Regions from separate parts of the Mus musculus genome. Here region 2 is linked to region 1. A link is a contact called in public Micro-C data. All regions are on one chromosome and are shown on one strand. The core of a region is the stretch at or near the end of the contact, and the rest is flanking DNA. Distances in the headings are between cores, read along the strand shown. Region 1 overlaps Dclk2 (doublecortin-like kinase 2). Region 2 has its middle 20 kb from the start of Kirrel.

Evidence for each region. Hi-C and Micro-C count contacts between places; a contact is called where the count stands out from the background.
Region 2: a Micro-C map of embryonic stem cells shows a contact between it and region 1, with 4 times the contacts expected there. The contact joins two enhancer-like sites. A contact is called at or near these places in 3 of 484 Hi-C or Micro-C datasets (all in embryonic stem cells) and 1 of 115 datasets of contacts at active chromatin or transcription factors (embryonic stem cells).

The regions. Positions count from the first base shown.
Region 1 is chr3:86,844,297-86,849,133 of GRCm38.p6, forward strand. All of the region lies in intron 2 of Dclk2 (doublecortin-like kinase 2), which reads right to left. Among named protein-coding and RNA genes, the nearest start is that of Gm46810, 16 kb to the left of the region's middle. Within about 2 kb of position 1,460, at least 98 of the 459 cell types and tissues checked have an H3K27ac peak or open chromatin away from gene starts, as enhancers often do. A contact at or near this core is called in embryonic stem cells, where this site is marked.
Region 2 is chr3:87,192,072-87,196,467 of GRCm38.p6, forward strand. No RefSeq gene overlaps it. Among named protein-coding and RNA genes, the nearest start is that of Kirrel, 20 kb to the left of the region's middle. Within about 2 kb of position 1,855, at least 20 of the 459 cell types and tissues checked have an H3K27ac peak or open chromatin away from gene starts, as enhancers often do. A contact at or near this core is called in embryonic stem cells, where this site is marked.

The sequences.
Region 1 (4,837 bases), core at 210-2,709:
GATTTTTATGGGTCTTCTTCCATTTTAACTGAGTATGTGGGTGGGAACGGGGGAGGTAGCTCCTGAAATCAAAAGCTTTCAATATCAGAGTCCTTCTATATGGCTGCTTCCACTGAATACCTTACATTTTTAAAAAGAATTGTACCTTATTTCTAAAAATGACTTGAAAAATCTCAAACAGGAAGCCCAATATATTTATATTGAAACTGAAATCACCATGTGGCCTTTTAATAGAGCTGTACTGACATCAATGTGCAGTCTTCTGTAAACATGCAATGAGTGAATAAAATAATAGAGGAAAACTGCATTTCATTCTGATCCCCCAAGCAACAGTTTATTACATGACTCTTCTGTTTTGTAAATATTTAGAGAAACAGCTTCCACACGTCAAGGAAACTCTAGGTAGGAGAGTTTTGACATAAAGGATAAGCCTCAGTGCCATTTTAATTTACAGTGCTAGCAAAGGGAGCCACTTGCATTAGATTGCCCACCTCGGTGTTTGAGACCCTGAAAACCAGCAGATTACTTCATTGAAACATTATCTTACACACACACACACACACACACACACACACACACACACACACAGAGAGAGACAGACAGACAGACAGATTTGTTTTGTTTAAATCAATTCTACTAGAATAGCTTTTTTTTTTTTTTTTTTTAAAGGTACAGGGAAATGGGGGACGGGGAACTTCCCTAGCTTGTCTGCGACATGAATCCCATCTTCAACACTTTGGGAAAAGGGGGTTGGGTGGAGACAGGAGAACCAAATATGAAATTTGAAATAAATAAAGAGTAAGTCATTTCGTCCTCCAAAATTCAAGAAACACAAAGTCAGTAAGCAGACGCTGGGATTCTCCCCAACTCTTTAGCCCCGACAAGGAATACAATTAGCATACATTGCCTGCTTTGTTCTCAGTGAATGCTGGCTGCGCTTTCCACAACAAGCTACTTAGAATAGCAATGTTTTTCAGTTTCCTGTAAATCCATTCAGCCAAGCACATAGATCCTGCGGTTGCCATAGAAACAGAACCAAAGCTCAAAGGCAGCAGCACTTACAGTAAAAGGCATCTCAATGGCACCTGCAGACAGTCCCTACACCCCTGCGTTTAAATCTTGTCTGTTAAAAAAATAAAATAAAATAAAATAAAAACAACAAAAACTGGATTTCAGCTTTATTTTCCTACTGCTCCCACCAATCACAACTAATCATAGGGTTTTACAACCAAACATTTGATTTCATAAAATGTTTCTTTCCGTCAACAGACAAAAGACCTTAAACTTTTAAAGCTACCAAATGATACTTTCTAGGAGAGACAATGGCCTTATAAAAGAAGAAAATGTCTAAGATAATTTGACTGCTAGTATTAAAGCAGAAAAAGCTGTCCAATGTACTCTAGGGCTTTCTAAGGAACAGAAGCCACAGCAAAATTCCAGATGAAGTCAGACAAGGAAATGGGAAGTCAGCCTACTGAGCCAGCCCTCCTGTGACTCCACCCTCTGTGTCTTGCTGTGACTCTAGGGACTAGGGGACCAAATGTTTCTAAGCAGATGTAACAGCACCTTGCATGAAGACTTTCTAGGGCTCAAGTCATTCCAAATAATAAACAAACAAACAAATAAAAAGAAACTATGTTACGAAAAGGGCAATGGAACCACAGCTCAAGGTGGTAACTGTCTAAAACTGGTCTATTTGCAACAGATGAGGTAAGGGAACATCCATGGGGGAAAAGGACACACTTTACACAAGGAATCTCATTCTCACTAACTTTCTCTTAGCCACCAGGACAATCTTACCAAGGACTCACGTGCCCATTTACCTAAAAGGGGCTTAACATGGCTCAAAAGGTTAAGCAAAATGTTCCAAGTCACAGAGCCAGCTGAGGAGACTTCTCGCTAGACCACATGCTGTTTCCCTAAAGAGAAGTATTAACTGTGATTTACAACCTCCAAGAAAACATAAAAGAGCTTATGAAATAAGTCAGCAGCTTTTATACTTGTCTAAAATCCAAACAACTGGGCCATTTTTCTGTCTTTTATGAAATAAGTGAATGGCAACGATGTAATCTTATACCTAGGAATTTTTTTTTTTAAAGGATCGACTTCTAAGTAATGTTTTAAGGTCATTACAAGTTCAGGCCAACTTCTTATGCTTTAGGGAATAGTGAATATGTTCTGAAATTGATATCTTCAAACAAATTGGCTAACTCTCTTGAAACAAATTATAAACACAAGTTTCAATCATATGGTTTTAAAATAGGACTCCACTTGTTGCCAGACTAAAAATACTAAATGTATCAATATGTGCTAATGAATACTATGATCTCTACATATTTTAAAAACAGGCAGAACCTGCAGGATTTTTCAGGAATTGATTCTCTGCACATAGAAATCACATCAGCTTACACTCTGGTATCAGCATGGCATCACCACACGTGATCACACTCAAGAGAAGTAAGAGCCTTAGAATCGTTAATTAAGATGATATGGAGAAACCTGATCAATTAATCCTTAATTATTCTGGAAAATGAAAGTCCTCAACACTGCCAGCACAAACGTTGTTACTATCCTTAATTGTTCTGTGGCATTTAGGTTCTAAAACACGATGTATCTGAAAGGGGTCAGGTCGTCTTTTACTTTTTTGTTCTCCTCTCTAAATAAAATTGGTGCTCTCCTTTCTTGAGTTATTCTTTGAACTTACATTCTGGCATCAAGAAAAAACTACAGCAGAACCCATCCCAACTTAACCAGCCTGACAGGAGTGAAGATACTCTCGGGTTGTTTTTGTTTTTGTTTTGTTTTGTTTTCAGTCACAGGCAGATTTCCCTTGCTGCAATGGCATGGCCCTCACTCATGCACATGTGGGCAACACTAACTGGGTTATAAACACAAAACTAAATAACAAACAAACCAACCAACCCATAAGGTTGGGAAGGGTACATGTCAACAGGGACAAGGGGAAGGTGGGGGAGGAAAATATGATTAGGTTTCATTCATACAGAATTCCTAACAAAAAAACTTAGCCGGGAGTGGCAGGGCAGAGGCAGAGGCAGGTCCATCCATCTCTGTGAGTTTGAGGCCAGCTTAGTCTGCAAAACAAGTTCCAGGACAGTCAGGGCTTTTATGCAGAGAAATGCTGTCTTGAAAAAAAAAAAAAAAACCAAAAACACAAAGCCAAAAGAATAAAAAAATATGTTTTTTGGTTTGGTTTGGTTTTTCTGCTTTTTGGAGACAGGGTTCTTCCACAAGGCCCTGGCTGTTCTGGAACTCTCTTCTAAAGAGCAGGCTTTAGAAAGAGAATCTTTGACCCTAAAGATTCCAGCTGAAAAGGTCAGCTAAGGAACTATGGGAAGGTCATGAAACACTTGAGCCTCCAGAAAGGAGAGGAGAATTAACATTTCTCACACCACAGGGCAGGAACCAACCTGTGGGTGGGGACTCATTCCTCTGGACAGACTGTTACCCACCTTCAGACAAGGGAAGTCCTTGTCATCTCATTCCCTAAAGACCAATCACTTTAAAGGGTGCACTGCTCTGCCAATCCTATTGTGCCTAGTTGCTGATGGTCTATTCTGCCCCCTGGAAACCATATAAAAACTCGCCGACTGGACTGATCTGATTGGGGTGCTGGTGGTCGCTGCCTCTCCTTCGGGTCTGGGGGTGCTTTTTGCATTGATCCCGGCTCCACGTGGTTCTCTCAGGGGGTCCCCAGTAAGCTAAGGTTCCCAGGAGTCTTACACAGCAACAAACTTCCCTTTTGAGTTGCTCCTCTACCCACATCTGATTTGGTAGAGTGAACATCCTGCACACTTGTTAGGGAGACATTTCAAGCTGCAGAATGTAAGAGGATCTTAAGAGTAAACTGAGGCCAGGCAGTAGTGGCACATGCCTTTAATCCCAGCATTTGGGAGGTAGAGGCAGGCAGATTTCTGAGTTCAAGGCCAGCCTGGTCTACAGAGTGAGTTCTAGGACAGTCAAGGCTACACAGAGAAACCCTGACTCGAAAACCAAAAAAAAAAAAAAAAAAAAAAAAAAAAAAAAAAAAAAAGAGTAAACTGAGGGCTATAGTAAGCTGATTCCATCCTTACAGGGGTCTGTCTGACGACCTCAGATTCCTCCGACCCAGCCCACATTCTAAGAGAGAACTACCAACGACTATTGTCTGTCCTGCAAAGGCACACCATAACACACGCACACTCACATACATACATATATATTCATACACATACAAATATACTAAATTTAAAATAAAAAATGAATGAGGGCTGGTGGCTTTGTGAAGGAAGAAAATAAGCTTTAGCATCCAAAATTTGTATTGCCTAATGACAAACTTCCCTCTGTTTTCTTGTTTTTAGTTATGGTTCAATCAGAAGGACAAGTTAGAGCTGAGTCCAAAGTAAGCAGAAAAATACTGTGCTATAGAAAATATAAGGTTTTGGTTTCTATAGCTACATTTATTTTCACAGGACAAAATGTCAAAATTTTCATTTTCAAACCAGTATAAATCCTATAAGAAAAGCAATGAGAAAAAAAAAATCTCCATGGTATGGTCTTGGTGGATGGAAGGCTCACTCTCAGAAGGAAAGCACACCACCACTCAGATCACTCGTGGCAACACTTTAAAAAATGAAACTGATGTTGCCAGGGCAAATACCACACTTTCTGTTTAGAAGGCACCTGCTCTTGGCATACAGAGAAAGCATGCTACCCTTACATGCACACAACAGACATGTCGTCGTCATTGCAGCGAAATTGGAAGTGAGACAGCCTAACAGTTACATTTCCTAGTTATTAAGAGTCTCTCCAAATGCAAACAGAAACTGTGTTGGTTTGT
Region 2 (4,396 bases), core at 605-3,104, 350 kb after region 1:
GAAACTCCAAAGATTCGGGAAGCTAAACTTACCCAGTTCAGGAAGCTAGTGAAACTCAAGTAGTTTAGAAAATCAAGACTCACCAGACCTCTTCCAAAGGTTATAAAAGCAAGCAAAGCTACTGGGTTGAGGAGCCTCACCACGGCCAGGCTGCCTGCAAGCCGTGCAGAATGCTCCAAGGGCACTGCTTTGGTGCATCATCACTCATAGCTGGGGAGGGGCAGGCCTTTCCAGTGGTCCTGCTGTTTCTGAGTGGCCCACCGGGAGGTTCTTGTCAATAACCCCAGTAAACTCACTGGCTCACTTAGCTACACTTGGCTTAAATTGTTTCATTGGTTTGTAGTGGGTGTATTGATGGCTGAAGAGGCTTCTATTAATGTCTCTCCAGGAAGTTACACAGTATCATCAGGGACCTTTGGTCAAGAATGCACCTCCCTACACACAGGCACTCCCGCCCACATCCACCATACCCCAACTCCTACACACAGGCATGAGCACAAGCAAGCATGCTTGCACACGCACCTTCTTGTCCAAACCAGACTTTTGCTAGTCTGTTCCTAACTCCTCCTACCTCTTCACACCTGACCTCCAAATCCTGCTCACCTACTTCCATCCACCTCAGCTGAAACCACTGTCAACTGCTTCCATTTATCCATATGGGACCTCTCCCTTGGCTTACCCCTTCTGACAGACTCTTTTCTCTGTAACTAGAGCCCTCCACTGCCTAGAATTTGCCAGTGATCTCTACTCCCCTTTCAGTTAGGCACAGAATCTGTCCCCAGCTCCCAGAGCCTGCCTGGGGTGGATCTGCCTTCTCCCCAGCCTCACGGATCCTCACAGTCATCCTGTCCACCAGGTTTCTTCTGAGTGCTCCCTTCTCTGCAACGTTCTGCACCAGGGCCATACCCCAATCAGTCTTGCTCATTCTTCAGACCTTCAGAATCCTTTCTAACACCTCCAGACAAGTGACTCTCTCCCTATTTGCCATCAAATCCCCGCCATTCCTACCAGTAGCATCAGTCACACTTGTAATTAGGTATGTCCTGTCTGTTTTCTCTGCTGGTTAGTATGCCTTGAATAGACGTGGCGTCTGCTGCCACTAGAACCCAGCACCTGGAACTTGAAGGAAATGGAGATATTTCTGTTCCATGTTGCTTCAAGTGTCTCCTGCTATGCTTAGAGAGCTGGGCTCCATTGTGCAGGGTACCAAGCCAGAGACTTAGTCCTTAGATTAGAAGGGGAACTTCCCCATTCGGCAGACATTTGTTAAACATCAAGAAATTACTCTTCCCGGGGGCTGGAACAGAGGAGCAGAAATGGCATATACGTTTATCTTCTGTTGTTCAGAATATGTGTGGGAGACACATATTACCCACACTGCTAGAGAAAAGAATCCAGGGAGCGGTGAGTGAAGTGATAAATACAGCTGAGTGCACGATCACATACCTGAGCACAGAGCAGCAATTTACAGCCCTGTCACTTGGCCCTGCGGGAATTTACAGTGCTGTAACTCAAGAGTATTTCTACACGGCCCACTAACAAACACCCACTTCAGCCCCAGTTCAGAGGTGACTGTAGTTGCTGCTCTTAGATTCTTTTCTTTCCTTTTTGGAGATTATAAGATAATTATGTTATTCTTCCCTTCCCTTCTTTCCCTCCTTCCAAATCCTCCCACATATCCCTCTTTGCTCTCTTTCAAATCCACAGCCTCTTTTTTTCTATTAATTGTTGAATACACACACACACACACACACACACACACACACACACACACACACACATTGCCTGGGTGTGTTTTCAGGTCTGATCATTTGAATAGCAATAGGCATGCTGAAGAGGACTGGGTGGGGTGGGAGGAAGCAGCCCTGGAGGCCTATCCTCTACACAAAGAACCACACCACTAAGGAATGCTTGGGGAAGGAGAAGCAGCCTCCCTTCCTCTTTTGATAAGGAGGAAGGCTGGGCCAGGTGGGGTTAAGATATTTACCAGGTCTGGGAGGGAGAGGAGATATCATTATCACTCAGAATCCTTTCGCTGTTCAGGTGAACTATGAACACAGACTTCAGCACTACCTTAGTTTTGTGGGCAGCTTTGTTAACATAACAAGAAGCCCCCATTCTCTATCCCCTTAGCGTCAGCCTGAGTCCCACAGCCCTGCTTCTGCCCCAGGCTTCAGCCTTTTGCTCCCTTGCTTTCCATTCTATGTAGGTGGGGCTTTTGGTTTTTTGTTGTTTCCCACTAGAGCCCCTAATCAAAATGTATCCTTTAGCTTGTAAAGTGGTACACACATTCAACCACAACCCTTGGGAGACAGGCACAGAAGGATCACTACAAGTTCAAAGCCACCCTAGACTACATGGCAAGATTTTGTTTTAACAGCAACACAGCCAAAGCCAACCCAACCCCTGCTTTCTGCAAGGCCCAGCCCAGGGGCAATGTTCTCCTCTGATGGGACAAAGTACCCTTCCCAATGCATTGGCTGTCCTTGTCACTGTTTGTTGCTGCAGGAGACACCATGACCATGGATCTCTAAGAAAGGAAAACATTTATTTGGAGGCTTGTTTACAGTTTCAGAGGTGAGTCCATTATCGTGGTGGGGAGCATGGTGGCACACAAGCAAGGTGCTGGAGCAGTAGCTGAGAGCAACATCCTATCCTGACCAACAGGCAGTAGAGATGCTTGGGGACTTTTGAAACCTCAAAACCCACACCCAGTGACTTACTTCCTCCAACAAAGCCACACCTCCTTATCCTTTCAAATGGTGCCACTCCCTGGTGACCAAGCATTCAAATCTATGGTGAATATGGGGGCCATTCTCATTCAAACCACTGCTCTTGTACTGCCTTACTTCAAGGCCACCTGTTTAGTATTATAGTTACTTATGTGTGTTTCATCGCCCTCTCAAAATTTCTTCATACATTTGAATGGACCCTTTGGAGTCTGGCATTTGAAAGAATCTCAGGGAATTATTTCAGTGAAATATTGCTACCCGTCTATTCGTGACTCTCTCCCCCTTGAGCCCCCACAACTGTCTGGTATTGTGGTAGGCAACACAGAGGTCTCTGTAATTACAATGACCAAGGAGCACACCTCTCCATTTCTGTATATGGGAGCTGAGACAGAAGCTTCCCAAAGGGACACATCAAGTAGATGTGACTGCTGGATTCTGGCACTACTGTTCCCCTTCTACTCCTGAATTCCACGAGCCGTGTGTTTGAGAGCCTGGGTTCTATCCAGCATCTTAGGTGTTTTGTTCTCTTCTCAACTAACCAGAAGCTGCTTTGTCAATAGCTGTCACAGCTGTTTGTCAGGGTATGACTTGAGCAGGTAGCTCAAGCAGTGGGGTCCTTATAGCTTAGGAAGCTGATCAGAAAGTCACTTCTAGGAAAACTGGCAGCCCCAGACTCTGCTATCCTGAGCCTTCCTTTCCCTGATGGAAGTAGGGAAGAGCACCTGCTAGCGCACCCAGCGCTATCCCCTTGGCTCTTGAGCCCTCTGCCCTAGATCTTTCCTGATGGTTTTTCCCATCACCTCTGCTCTGGATCGAGAGAGAGACACCAAGGTGAAAGGAGATGCTCATTCTCACCCACAGGTCACAGAATGCTCACCTCAGGGAAAGTGTGTACTAGAGGTCACCTGTCCAGGATATGGGCAGAGCTCAGCCAGACTGCCTTCCATTGGGTTTTCCTAAGTTATAGTTGGGAAGTGGGGACTGGTAGCGGACGGCTAGGGTGAAGTGAAGTGGAGGGTCACATGGTAGGACTCTCTCACATACACACACATGACAACGGGGAGGAGGGAGGAGGGTGAAGAGGGGGTAGTGAAGACAGTGACAACACTGAAAAGTTGAGGCAGCGTCTGTCTATATAACCCTGGCTAGCCTTGAACTTGCCATTGTTCTGATCAGGTTCCTGAGTGTTGAAGTTACAGACACAAGTCAACACATCAGTTCTAGATAATATTACTATTATTAATATATTTATAATCTCTTTTTTGAGACAAAGTCTGCCTATGTTTGTCTTAGCTGGACTAGTACTTCCTATGTGACTCAGTGTGACCTCAAACTCAAGGCAATCCCCCTGTTTCACCTTCCTAGTTCTCCCTCCTGCTGGGACTGGTGTGAGCATCACTCCTGCCACTCCACACAGAAGAGAATCCGCAGAGATTGGCCTTTGTGCCGCTTTGTGTCTTTGTGTGTTCAAGCTGAGTTCAGCTTGACTTGGCTTTAGTTTTTTGATAATTTGGTCTTGTTCCTTGTCACCTTGCCAGGCTACTGTCTTTCCTTTTTGGAGTCTCTTTTCCAGTCCTCAGAATTGTCTTACTCAAACTTGCCTGGGAAATAAATTCATACAACATGTGATGGACTTCATTTTCTGGCCACCTCACCTTTAAAAA